Linked DNA regions of Xenopus laevis: regions 1 and 2 are each linked to region 3. Evidence: chromatin contacts called from public Hi-C data. All regions are on one chromosome and are shown on one strand. The core of a region is the stretch at or near the end of the contact, and the rest is flanking DNA. Distances in the headings are between cores, read along the strand shown. Region 1 holds the start of thbs1.L (thrombospondin 1 L homeolog). Region 2 overlaps fsip1.L (fibrous sheath-interacting protein 1). Region 3 has its middle 39 kb from the start of LOC121396903.

Region 1 (4,147 bases), core at 990-3,489, 330 kb after region 3:
CTTTATTTAATCTCTTTTATTGATTTTTTTCTACAAAAATATTTGGAAGAGTTTGTGTGCAGTAAACAGTCTTTTCTAGCTCACATGCCCCCTCTCATGGCTGCTGGGTGTATTGCCTCCCTGCTAGCTCAGTACCAACTACTGGATTCCTTTGCAAACTCCTTTTACATGTTGGAGGAACCTGTGCGTGACTAGGAATGCTCTGAGAAATACCAGGAGGCTTGCTTTCAAATTAAAACTTTTTTTTTTTAATTTATGGCTACACCTAAAATCGGTTAATTGCCTAAAGAAGCCATTTATAAAGTTGAATGATGCACTTAAAAGATTCTGCATGAGGAGCCTGATCATTTACACAATGTGTTCTTTGGTGCCAGATTGATAGTTTTCCAGAACTTTGTGTGTATTTTAGGCTGCCAGGGTGTCAGGCTGTACAGAATAGATACAGTCTTAGGCTCAACTATACCTCTCAGTATCCTAGGACACTGCACAAACTGCCATATAAATATTTGTTCTGTATATCCTTTATGGCAGTATTGTGGATCTTGGACTGTGCATGCAATTAAATGCAGCCTCCTGCTCTGTGTCAACATAGTTTTATGGGGCTTGATCCCACTTCTAATTTCTTTCCATTCTGTCTGATCCAATGATCACCTGGAGAGTCTCTTACAGTGAATTATTAACATGATGAGCAGTATAGTTCTCTCAGTGACACAATCTAACTCAGACTAGTCTTGGGTCTCAGAAGGTGACGCATTGGTGTGTTGGTGTGTGTGTTTTTGAAAAAATTGTGTATAGGACTACATATATGCAATGCCTTACGTTACACTGTACTAGGACCCTATATAGTCAATAGATAAGTAAAGACAGAGATAGATAGATTGATAATAGATAATAGATAGACAGACAGATGGATAGATAGATAAAGAGATAGATAGATAGATAGATAGATAGACAGACAGACAGACAGACAGACAGACAGACAGACAGACAGACAGACAGACAGATAGATAGATAGATAGATAGATAGATAGATAGATAGATAGATAGATAGATAGATAATAGAGAGATAGATAGATAGATAGATAGATAGATAGATAGATAGATAGATAGATAGATAGATAGATAGATAGATAGATAGATGATAGATAGATAGATAGATAGATAATAGAGAGAGAGAGAGATAGATAGATAGATAGATAGATAGATAGATAGATAGATAGATAGATAGATAGATAGATAGATAGATAATAGAGACAGACAGTCAAAGATAAATTGATTGATATATAGATAGACAGACAGATGGATAGATAAATAGATAATAGATAGAAAGATAGATAGATACATAGATAATAGATAGATAGATAGATAGATAGATAGATAGATAGATAGATAGATAGATAGATAGATAGATAGATAATATAGACAGACAGTCAAAGATAAATAGATTGATATATAGATAGACAGACAGATGGATAGATAAATAGATAATAGATAGAAAGATAGATAGATAGATAGATAGATAGATAGATAGATAGATAGATAGATAGATAGATAATAGATAGAGAGAGAGACAGACAGACAGACAGACAGACAGACAGACAGACAGACAGATAGATAGATAGATAGATAGATAGATAGATAGATAGATAGATAGATAGATATAGATGAGATAGATAATGATAGATAGATAGATGATAGATAGATAGATAGATAGATAGATAGATAGATAGATGATAGATAGATAATAATAGACACTCAGATACAAATAATCTGTATTGCTATAAAGTGAAACAAACCTATATGGGGTCTTAGATTACAAAATAGAGTCACATGCCCATAGTTCAGCATATGATAAGGTGCCAGTCGGTGATAAATACAAAGAGAAAAACAGAGAAATAGTTATTAAAAGTGAACAACTTCCTTTTACAAAAGTATGTGTTTATGTGTGTGTATGGTTTATGTATATATATGGTTATACACTGGCATGCCTTTCTTGCGTATCCCTTGAATTGACAAAAAAAAAAAAGAATTTGGCGCAGAGTCAGTTAGAAATTCCTGAGCGTGCGTCAGAGCGGCAAATCTTCGCCTTGCGATAGTTGTGTCTGTCCCTCCTCATGTTGTGAGCTCATAGAATAAACAGTAGCTCGTTTCCTACCGCTCGGCCTGTGATTGGCTGGGGGAGGCTCCCTGGGATGTGCCGTGCGCTTTATATGCGAGGAGAGAGCGCTATCCCGGGATCAGAACGCACAGTGAGTGGATAAACGCACCCAAGGGCTCCCACTTCCATTCTCATTAACCAGTGGCAGCAGCAGGAGCCGGACCCGACAGAGCTCAACAGAAGAGCAGACAGAGAGAAGGACAAGTGTAAGAGGATTTGCTTTCTTCCCATTGCTGCTTCTCTTGTATGGACTAACTCATCCAATGCCAAAATATCATAAGGTTGCGTCCAGCCAGTACCAGTGGATCATGCATTGCATTATTTTAATTGCTTATCTAATTCATTAGTGCATGTGCTGTTTTCATCATGGGGCATGTGTGATTCTTAGTGCATGATCATGCTTTACCTGTATGGCTGGGAAATTGTTGGATTTAAACTTTTTTTTCTGCAAAGTTTATTTTTATAATGAGGTTATAGGATTCATTATCCAGATTGCCTTAGTATATGACAGTAAGTAAGATATTAGAAAGGCATCCCCATGGCACGACTGTGTGTGTGTTAAATAGACTGGCTTATGTTAGTCGCTGATAACAAGCAAGGTGTTTGGATTTGCTTTGTTTTTCCTTGAAACGCTGTTGATCATTTTCCAGAATTCTGTTGGAAGAGCCAAGAATTCACCTTCCATAGTCTGCATAGGTTATACCCTGTGATGAGCTTGTCTTTCTATTTAATTGCACATTGAGAATTGAGAGATGTGGTTGAGTGAGACCGGATAAAATTGCTTGTCTGCCCCCCAGCTAAAGATCCTTCTCTTTTTCTGTGCCATCCCTGTGGAATGTAAATGAATAGTTATTACAAACCACACCAAGAACTTTATTAAACGTGTCATAAAGGAATGCTCACTATGCTTATTAATGTTATAACGCCGGTGTAATTCTCTGTCTTGCCTTGTTAATGTATAGACGCAATTATAGACAACAAGAGTTGGTTTGTTGGTGTGATTAAGGGTGGAATTCGAGGCCCCTGGCAATTTCAGAAGGCTGGGGTTCAATTTGAAACTTTGACCTGTTATTGAACTATAATTCCCAGCCTTCAGTTGTTGACTGGAATGCAAGAAGCTGTAGATTATCAACTGGGTATAATTAGTATGGTGTACTTACAGACAGCTCTATCATTGTTGCTTTAAATAGATAAGATAATAGATAAGATATGTAGCGCTCACTATAGCATTGAAAAAAGTTAATTGCTATCATGTATGACCAGGGATATGCATTGTATGGAACCCTAGATACCGCTGAACTGCACCACCCTGCTGTTTTGCCTGATGGGAATGTTGAGAGAACTGTTGAGTGGATACTTGGGTTGATAGCAGTGGATATATATTTATAGGGTTCTCCCCTTTTTTCAGAAGTAACTGCATTTCTCCATCATGGGGATGATGAAGGGAATTTTCCTACTGTTGATGTTGGCCATGCCTCAGACACATCAGGCAGCAGGTAAGAAAAGAACAAACTTTTTCAAGTAATGACTGTCCTTCTTCAATATATTTGTGTACTCAGTGAGAAACACAGAGTAAATCTATATTGAAGGTGCTTTGCACATAGAGGTGGGAATAAATATTGGTGCCATGCATGTGGGTACTGATTGTCCTTTTTATCTAAGTAGCACTGAAACATTCATATTTGTATTACTTATACACATGTACTGAGTAAATCAGACTTCATGTCACTGTTTGGCAATGATTATTGTTTGGGAGAACCTCCTGGTTCTCCAGAGTCTTAAAAAAAAACTTACACTGACGGCACGTAAAGGTAAATTTGTATCAAACATAGACATTCTGTTTCTATTTCAGAATCTGGGAATGATGATAACAGTGTATTTGATCTGTTTGAGTTAACGGGATACAACCGCAAGGCTGGCTCTCGTAAGCCTGAAGGACTTCATTTAGTGAAGGGACCTGACCCTTCCAGCCCAGCTTATAGAATTGAA
Region 2 (4,008 bases), core at 377-2,876, 460 kb after region 3:
TGGCATTTCAAGTACACAAAGACCTAAACATCCCCTACCAGCCCACTAAATAGTGACTATGGCATCACAGAGCAGCCAGATTGCCAGTCCAGACAATCCTTCAAAAGGAAAAATTGGAAAGGCCCCATCTAGAATATGCCGTACAGTTTTGGTCTCCATCACTCAAACAGGACATTATTGTATTAGAGAGGGTACAGAGAAGGGCAACTAAGATGGTAAAAGGTATTGAAAATCTTAGCTATGAGGAAAGACTAGCCAAATTGGGGATGTTCACACTGGAGAAGAGGCGCTTAAGGGGTGATATGATAACTATGTATAAATATATAAGGGGATCATATAATCATCTCTCTAATGCTTTATTTACCAGGAGGTAAATAAACTGGCACAAGGTCACCCATTCTGATTAGAAGAAAAGAGTTTCCGCCTAAATATTGCGAAGGGTTTTTTTACAGTGAGAGCTGTGAAGATGTGGAATTCTCTCCCTGAATCAGTTGTACAGGCTGATACATTAGATAGCTTTAAGAAGGGGTTGGATGGTGTTTAGCAAGTGAAGGAATACAGGGATATGGGAGATAGCTCATAGTACAAGTTGATCCAGTGACTAGTCTGATTGCCATTTTGGAGTCAGGAAGGATTTTTTTCCCTCTCTGAGGCAAACTGGAGAGGCTTCAGATGGGGGTTTTTTTTTTTTTTTGCCTTCCTCTGGATCAACTAGCACAATGATCCCCAACCAGTAGCTCGTGAGCATCATGTTGCTCTCCAACCCCTTGGATGTTGCTCCCAGTGGCCTCAAAGCAGGAGCTTATTTTTGAATTCCAGGCAAGTTTTTATTGTATAAAAACTAGGTGCACTGCCAAACAGAGCCTCAATGCAGGTTGACAATCCACATAGGGGCTATCAAATGGCCAATCACAGCACTTAATTGACCCCCCAAGAACATTTTTCATGCTAGTGTTGCTCCCCAACTCCTTTTACTTCTGAATGTTGCTCACGGGTTCAAAAGGTTGGGGATCCCTGAACTAGCAGTTAGGCAGGTTAAAATAGAGTTAAAAGCTTTAACTTAATGGACGTGTGTCTTTTTTCAACCTAACTTATATGTTACTAAAGACAGTTGTTATTCGTTTAATGTGAGTAATTAGAGTATTTATTATCCATTTGTTTATTGCGCATGAGACCCACAGTAGACGAGACAGCAATGCTTAGCATGTCAGTAATGCCTGGCAAATTACTGAACATCTGAAATCAGTTAAAGTAATGCTAATAGGAGAGAAGGTGAGCCCACATAACCTTTTAGTTCAGTGAAATGAAGTGACTTGATCAGCAAACATTCTGAACACTCGGATCAGGACTAATTCCTATATGTCAGAGACACTCTTTCAAGTAAGTTTGTTTTTTATTCCACTGTAAATCAGTACTGGATGTGAGAAGTGCTACTATAGCTTCTAAAAAAGCATGGGAGGCACATTTGGACTAGGAGTCAATATAGGCCCTGGCATTAATAGTAAATAGAGACCCAAACAGCCCCCACTCGATAGTGACTTCTTATATCTTACAGCAGCCTCTCTGGCATTTGGCAGAAGCCGCAGATTTCAGGTCTGGGCCTTATGGGAAATAAGAGCAACAGACCAACAGGAGCAGCAAAGTATGGCCCTGTGGGAATCTGTGGGCTTGTTTCATTATAGACTTGACCTTCTTGGGTTCTATACTATGTGAGATAATTACATTTAAGCAAAAAGGGTAAACTCTGATATGATTATTTATCCTGTAGGTAAGGTATCTAGATTCAACAGAATGCCAGTGAGAGAGAGAGGTGCCATGTCAAAAACACACCACAATGGGACATGTATCGGCAGGATTCTCAAAGCTACACATTTTAAGTTATGGCTGAGGGACTTCAGGCCTGGAATAATGTATAACGTATACAATTCATTAGCCAACCTGGAGTTCTTCCCACAGCTTTATGCGGATCTCAAGGCCTTGAGCTTTCACCTCCTTCTCCTTGGCCAGCTTTCTCTGTAAGATGTCATCCAAAGCCTGCATCCTTTTTATGGCTCTTTCCATCTTAGGGTCAATGGCTTTATCATCAGCAATATCTGTTTAAATAAAAAAGGATAAAATGTAAACACAGGGGGAAGGGATGTTAAAGAAAGCAGCACGGTGTTGGCATCTCCTAGGTGTGTATCACTGGTATGGAAACATAGACTTAATTCATTTCTGAGCTGGACTTGTTTGTGTATAGCGGAAAGTCACAGCAGGAGACTGGAACAGAATATTTGAGGCTTTTAATTATTTAATCTCCAAACTAACATTCTAAATACAAACATTAGGTGTATGTCATTGAATGAAATATGACTCTACTGAAAAACATCCCAGGATTAGCAGCAAAAAAGGGGGATATGTATGACAGCAGCAGGGATGCACAGACCACATTTATGGGTCAGCAATGATACAAATAAGCTCTGTCATTTCCCCTGAGTAATACCCAAGAAAGACTACCAACAGATCACTTGTATGAGTGTTTAGCATTTAAAGTATTGTATCTTCACATGTATGACTATTATGGAAATGGCAATACTCAGTTGAGATCCCAGCAGTGAGTAAGTAGCATACCTATGGATCCCCAGTCCTAGATCTCAGGCTTATGAGACCTGTTCCTTGCACAATGTAAGTGTGAGGAAGGGTTACCAAAGAATGTGGTGCAATGTTTGCTGCCCCTATAGTTACGCTACTGCTGGGAATTATAGTTCTGTAATATCTAACTGCTCAGTATCTTGACATAGGCCTAGAGCTTGTTCACATTGTCAAGAACACTTGGAAAAAAACAAAAAAAAACAAAGGCAGTGATCAACATTACCTATGAGCTTTGTGCATCTTCATTTACACAACAGAGCACAGGAAATCCTTTTTGTACTTCACATTTACACACTGGGAATAGCACACTTATTTCAATACACTAGCACAGGTATGTGCCTATTTTCCATATCTTCACCCAATAATGTAGCCCTCATTCTGTCAAAATACATTTATTTGTATTAGGGGGAGAAATCACCTAGTCCTAGTGTATTATGATTGTGCCACAGAATGGATTCGATTTCTGTGCATTTCATGGAATTATACATCCCTCTATGTTGTCTGTGTAGCTCAAGGATGTTTTTCATTTGCTCTCTTAGGTAAAGCATTTGCAACAACAATGGAATTAATGGCACTGCAAGTCACAAAGTTATCACAATGACTTTACATCCCTGATCTACAACCATTATCAGTACTAAAATAATTCTAAATACATTACAAAAGGCCCAGATGTGCTTCACTATGTAATTAAGAGGCACAGTTCAATTCTAACCATGTGGGACACACGTGTTTCTATACTGGTTTGATAGAGTGTTACTGAATTATCATTAAAGATTTAAATCCTGCCAAATGCAGTATTAGAAACAGATACATCCTTTCTCTCGTGTATATTTGTCTGAGAGTAAATTGCCTTTTGTGTGAAGAGACATATTAGACATGAGAAAAATCAGTTGCATTCCACTATCTAGGATTTTTCTATTGCACTGGTGGTCAGACAAGAACGTAAGATCTCACTGGTGGTATCGCTTATACTATATGCTGTGCCGACTGCAAGTGTTTAAAGTACCACATGTTTCCATGTTGATTAGGGTATTACAGACTATGATTAATCACCTTGATCATCTTTTGGATCTTCATCATTTTCACATGCATCCTCAAACTCAGCAGATGGCAAGTCTAAAAATTCATCTTCAGACTCATGAGAAAGGAGATCTAAAACCAACAGAGATTTTATGTAATCCAGTTATGCTGAGAAGCCTGAATGTTTTAAAGAATTTGCAGGACAGAAAAGGTTCTATCTGGCAATATATACCTTGTCTCACCCCAAACCTATTAAATCAGGGGTGAAATGTATGCAAACTGTCAAAATATGATCATTTTCAGGTCATAAGAAGAGGCGACAGGTTTTAAAAAATTCACAGTGCATTATAAACTGGG
Region 3 (4,228 bases), core at 716-3,215:
TCATGTGTTAGACACGCTCTTTTCTCTGCTGACATGCCATTGGAGGCACACATATTTACATTTTACTTTTAGTGCCGGGAATTGCACGTTGACGCCCATGTGCTTGTAAAGACTCGTGTTATACACGTGGGGTTTGTGCTAAGACCTTTCATATTGGTCACATATGGATCCCTACTATATTCTGTTGCATGACTCTTTAGAAAGCAGTGCAGTATGTATTTGTACTGATTACTGACCATTTTGTTTGTATTTTACTATTATATAAGGGATTGAGGTGCTAATAGGGTTGCCACATTTTCTGAAAAAAATACCAGCCTTCCTATATAATTATTTTTCTTCCTTGTTAATAACTTTTAGATCAAACATCATTTTAACTGGCCAAACGGTTAAAATATCAGCTAGCAACCCTAGGTGCCAACCCTTCAGGTATGTGAACTCTTATCCAGAATGCTCTGCATCTGGGGTTTCTGGATAAGGTTTATTTCCATATTTTAAATCTCTGTACTACTAAAAAAAACATTATATAAACCCAATAGACTTGTTACATTATTAATTATACTGTATCTTAGTTAGGATCAAGTACAAAGTTTTATTACAGAGAATTTAACATTATTTGAGAAAAATGTAGATGACCTTCCTGGATATATATATTTTGAGTATTCTGGATAACAGGTTCACGTATAATGCATCCTATACCTGTATATGCTTGGGCACAAAAAATGTAATTGTTTGCCAAATATGAAAATATAATTTCTATCTAAAGGGACGCTATAGCTAAAGATTAATAATCTCCATAATTTCCATATCCAAAGAATTAAAAATATCACATTTCATTATAAATATATACATTTATATAAATGTATATGTATATATATATTTTATATATAAAATGAAATATGATATTTTTTATTCTTATTCTTATTTTTATTCTGACGCACACACATATATATATTTATATATATAAAAAAAAAAAAAATATATATATATATATATATATATATATTTATATATATATATATATATATATATATATATATATATATATATATATATATATATATATGTGAAAATTACATTACATAATAGTGTTTCAAACTGATGGAACTTTTTTAGGGATCAGATTCTGCATTACCAGCCTTTGCCATAAGGTGTCAGCAGCGGCCAGCGAACCAGGGAGCCTTCTTCACAAAAATCACTATACAAGGACGGTGCTATGGACGGCAAAGCCTAAAGGCAGGTAATATAATATCACTAATAAATGTTCCATGGACAGCAGCATGCAGCAAGCTATAAAACAGCCCACAGATGAAAGAATTACATTCCTACTCACTAATTTCCTTTTTCTTGGTGACACACATATAGAAATAAATCTCGGCTCTGATGGGATTTAACATTCTGGATAAGCAGGTGGCAGGTGGCAAATGGCAGCACCAGGCACAGGGTTTCAGGACGTTCCTTTCAGCAAGGAGGTGTTTTTCACTTGCACAATGAATGAAACGGGAGTATTTCAGCCACAAAATTCTATGGATACAGTTTAATCGCCAGTGTTTGTGGTCTAGTATCCCATAGCAACCATTCAAATGTTTGCTTTTAAACAGCTGTCCAGTAGGTATCTCTTGATCGGCTGCTCCTAGACCTACTGAACTGGCAACTGTTATCACATAACCCCCTATTAATAACTGTGTTTAGCTCACAGGGGCTCCCGTTAGACCCCTTATACTTTAGTCAGGCCCTGTCCAATGCTGCCCACACTCAGAGCAATATTCTCTAAAGAACCTGCAAACTCGCAGGGAGTCATCCAATCCTGCCTGTTACATAGAGCTGTAATGAGTACTCCTATACTGGACGCTGAATGTGCTCCTTCTATCTGGCCCCCGGCCAACTGCAGAGTAAACCTTTTGGCATGACATTGTTATTGTACTCTATCTGGAATGTGTGGGACACTTTATTATCAACCCACTCCATAGGAAACACTGGTCAGCTTTGCCTAGGAGGATTATGTAACAACATGAGCAAAGTTTACCCAGTAACTCATAGCAACCAATCAGCAGTTCACTTTAACTGCTCTAGTGCAGTTAGAATGATAAGGGCAAATTTGTTACTGGTTGCTGGGGGGGGGGGATAAATGTAAACACTAGCATATAATACCCCATTTACACACCTGTCTAGGGTTTGTTTAATTTGATAAAGCTTGTTTGTGCTTTAGAAAGTCTAAACAATGCCATATATCTGCCTTCTCAACTCCACTTTGCTGGAATAGAAAAAAAACATCATTGCTGGAAGAGGGTTCCATGTATCTCTCACCCTTGGTAAAAAGCTGCAATTATGTGACATTTCTTTCCTCCCCTCTCTTACGGTGAGGATATTAGTACATATAGGCATTTCCCAGCATGCCCCTCCCAAGTTATTAAAGTGATACTGTCATATGAAAACATGTTTTTTTTCAAAACACATCAGTTAATAGTGCTGATCCAGCATAATTCTGCTCTGAAATCCATTTCTCAAAAGAGCAAACAGATTTTTTTACATTTAATTTTGAAATCTGATATGGGGCTAGACATATTTTCAGTTTCCCAGTTGCCCCCAGTCATGTGACTTGTGCTCTGATAAACTTCAATCACTCTTTACTGCTGTACTGGAAGTTGGAGTGATATCACCCCCTTCCTTTCCTCCCCAGCAGCCTAACAACAGAACAATGGAAAGGTAACCAGATAACAGTTCCCTAACACAAGCTAACAGCTGCCTGGTAGATCTAAGAACAACACTCAATAGTAAAATCCAGGTCCCACTGCGACACATTCAGTTACATTGAGTAAGAGAAACAACAGCCTCCCAGAAAGCAGTTTCATCCTAAAGTGCTGGCTTTCTGAAAGCACATGACCAGGCAAAATGAAGTGAGATGGCTGCCTACACACCAATGTTATAAAAAAAAAAAACAACAACACACTTGCTGGTTCAGCAATTAAATTTTACATGGTAGAGTGAATTCTTTGCAGTGTAAACAGTCTTATTTAGAAATAAAAACTACACCATAAAAATCATGACAGAATCCCTTCAAGGCTGAATTCAGGGGCTGTTTACACTTGTGATTTTGTACAAAGCTACAGCAGCACCGTAAGATTTAGTGCCAAACATCGGCACTCAGAGCTTGAATGTGTTCTCCCCATAAAACTTTCTGTCCTGTAAATTATTAAGCAAACAGGCTCCAGAAAGAATGGAGAGGGATCAGGGAGGGAGGGAGGGGTGGGGGGTCCTATTTGAGTTTTTTAGGACTGCTTTAGCCATGGTAACCTGTGTATCAAGAGCTACTGGCTTGTCACCAGGGCAACCTCTGCCTGTTTCATTATTCATGAAGCGTTTAGACAAGGCCTCATTGAGAGCTCAGATGGTGCTCAGCCATGCAGGAGATAATAAAGTGCCATTCTACCTACTGATAATGGGCAGCTGCCCAGACACTTGCAGCAGCCTTCCCTCCTCTGCTGGTCGGCAGATTTGGCTTCTTCACTGTCTGTTCCCGTGGTATTTAAATTCAACAAGTAGGTCATCTGTTGGTGCCTCAGCTAACATTGGTTGGCTGGGACCCACAAGGAAAAAATTATAAACAACAGCACTGGCCATGACAGGGTAGCTGAGCACATTACTTATACTGGAGGAAGGCCAAGAATTGGCCAAATCATAGGACAACAGACTATGAAATGTAAGTAAGGACACCTTTCTGGACAATGAATTAATATTCAGATGGTGTTACATTGGGTTTAATGATGAGCAGGTCATGCAACCTACCTTAATCTACTTCTAGTCCACCCATGTCCAACTTGCACCTAAAATAGTCCTCTGTTTTTCAGTATGCACCCAATCTGTTTTTGCAAATAGGCAAAGGCACTGGAGGGGAGGGGTTGGTGCAACCCCAGGTAGGTGAAACACTACCTACATGGCTCCCTACCTGGGGTCAAATTGGGTTTAGAGCAACCGGCTCTTCCCTATGTATCAGACTGATCTGATTCTCTCAGGAGAGGAGGAGGAGAGAATATTTTTGGGTCTATCAATAGTCGGCTTTCCATTGAAGAACTTACAACTCTCTATATATGTGGCAGTTGGTCTGTAAGCCTCCCTAAATTTTCATTGCCCTTTCTTTATGGGTAATGGCACATGGACTTGGAACGCTTTGTTTCCCTACTGTTTTACTGTTCCTTGGGCAGTGGACAAGATGCTTTAAATCACCCCTCCA

The links. A called contact is a pair of places that touch in the nucleus more often than the background predicts.
Region 1: a Hi-C map of the XL177 cell line shows a contact between it and region 3, with 5 times the contacts expected there. The contact joins the promoter of thbs1.L here to the enhancer-like site in region 3. A contact is called at or near these places in 2 of 4 Hi-C or Micro-C datasets (the XL177 cell line and the XTC cell line).
Region 2: a Hi-C map of the XTC cell line shows a contact between it and region 3, with 5 times the contacts expected there. The contact joins two enhancer-like sites. A contact is called at or near these places in 2 of 4 Hi-C or Micro-C datasets (the XL177 cell line and the XTC cell line).

Annotation. Positions count from the first base shown.
Region 1 is chr8L:112,438,635-112,442,781 of Xenopus_laevis_v10.1, forward strand. It overlaps thbs1.L (thrombospondin 1 L homeolog), which reads left to right and starts at 2,240. Exons shown (of 10, transcript NM_001086349.1): 1 at 2,240-2,364; 2 at 3,567-3,654; 3 at 4,011-4,147. The coding sequence starts at 3,588.
Region 2 is chr8L:112,565,310-112,569,317 of Xenopus_laevis_v10.1, forward strand. It overlaps fsip1.L (fibrous sheath-interacting protein 1), which reads right to left. Exons shown (of 11, transcript XM_018231287.2): 4 at 3,685-3,783; 5 at 1,939-2,093. Among protein-coding and RNA genes, the nearest start is that of fsip1.L, 16 kb to the right of the region's middle. Within about 2 kb of position 1,627, at least 1 of the 7 cell types and tissues checked has an H3K27ac peak or open chromatin away from gene starts, as enhancers often do.
Region 3 is chr8L:112,108,721-112,112,948 of Xenopus_laevis_v10.1, forward strand. No RefSeq gene overlaps it. Among protein-coding and RNA genes, the nearest start is that of LOC121396903, 39 kb to the left of the region's middle. Within about 2 kb of position 1,966, at least 1 of the 7 cell types and tissues checked has an H3K27ac peak or open chromatin away from gene starts, as enhancers often do.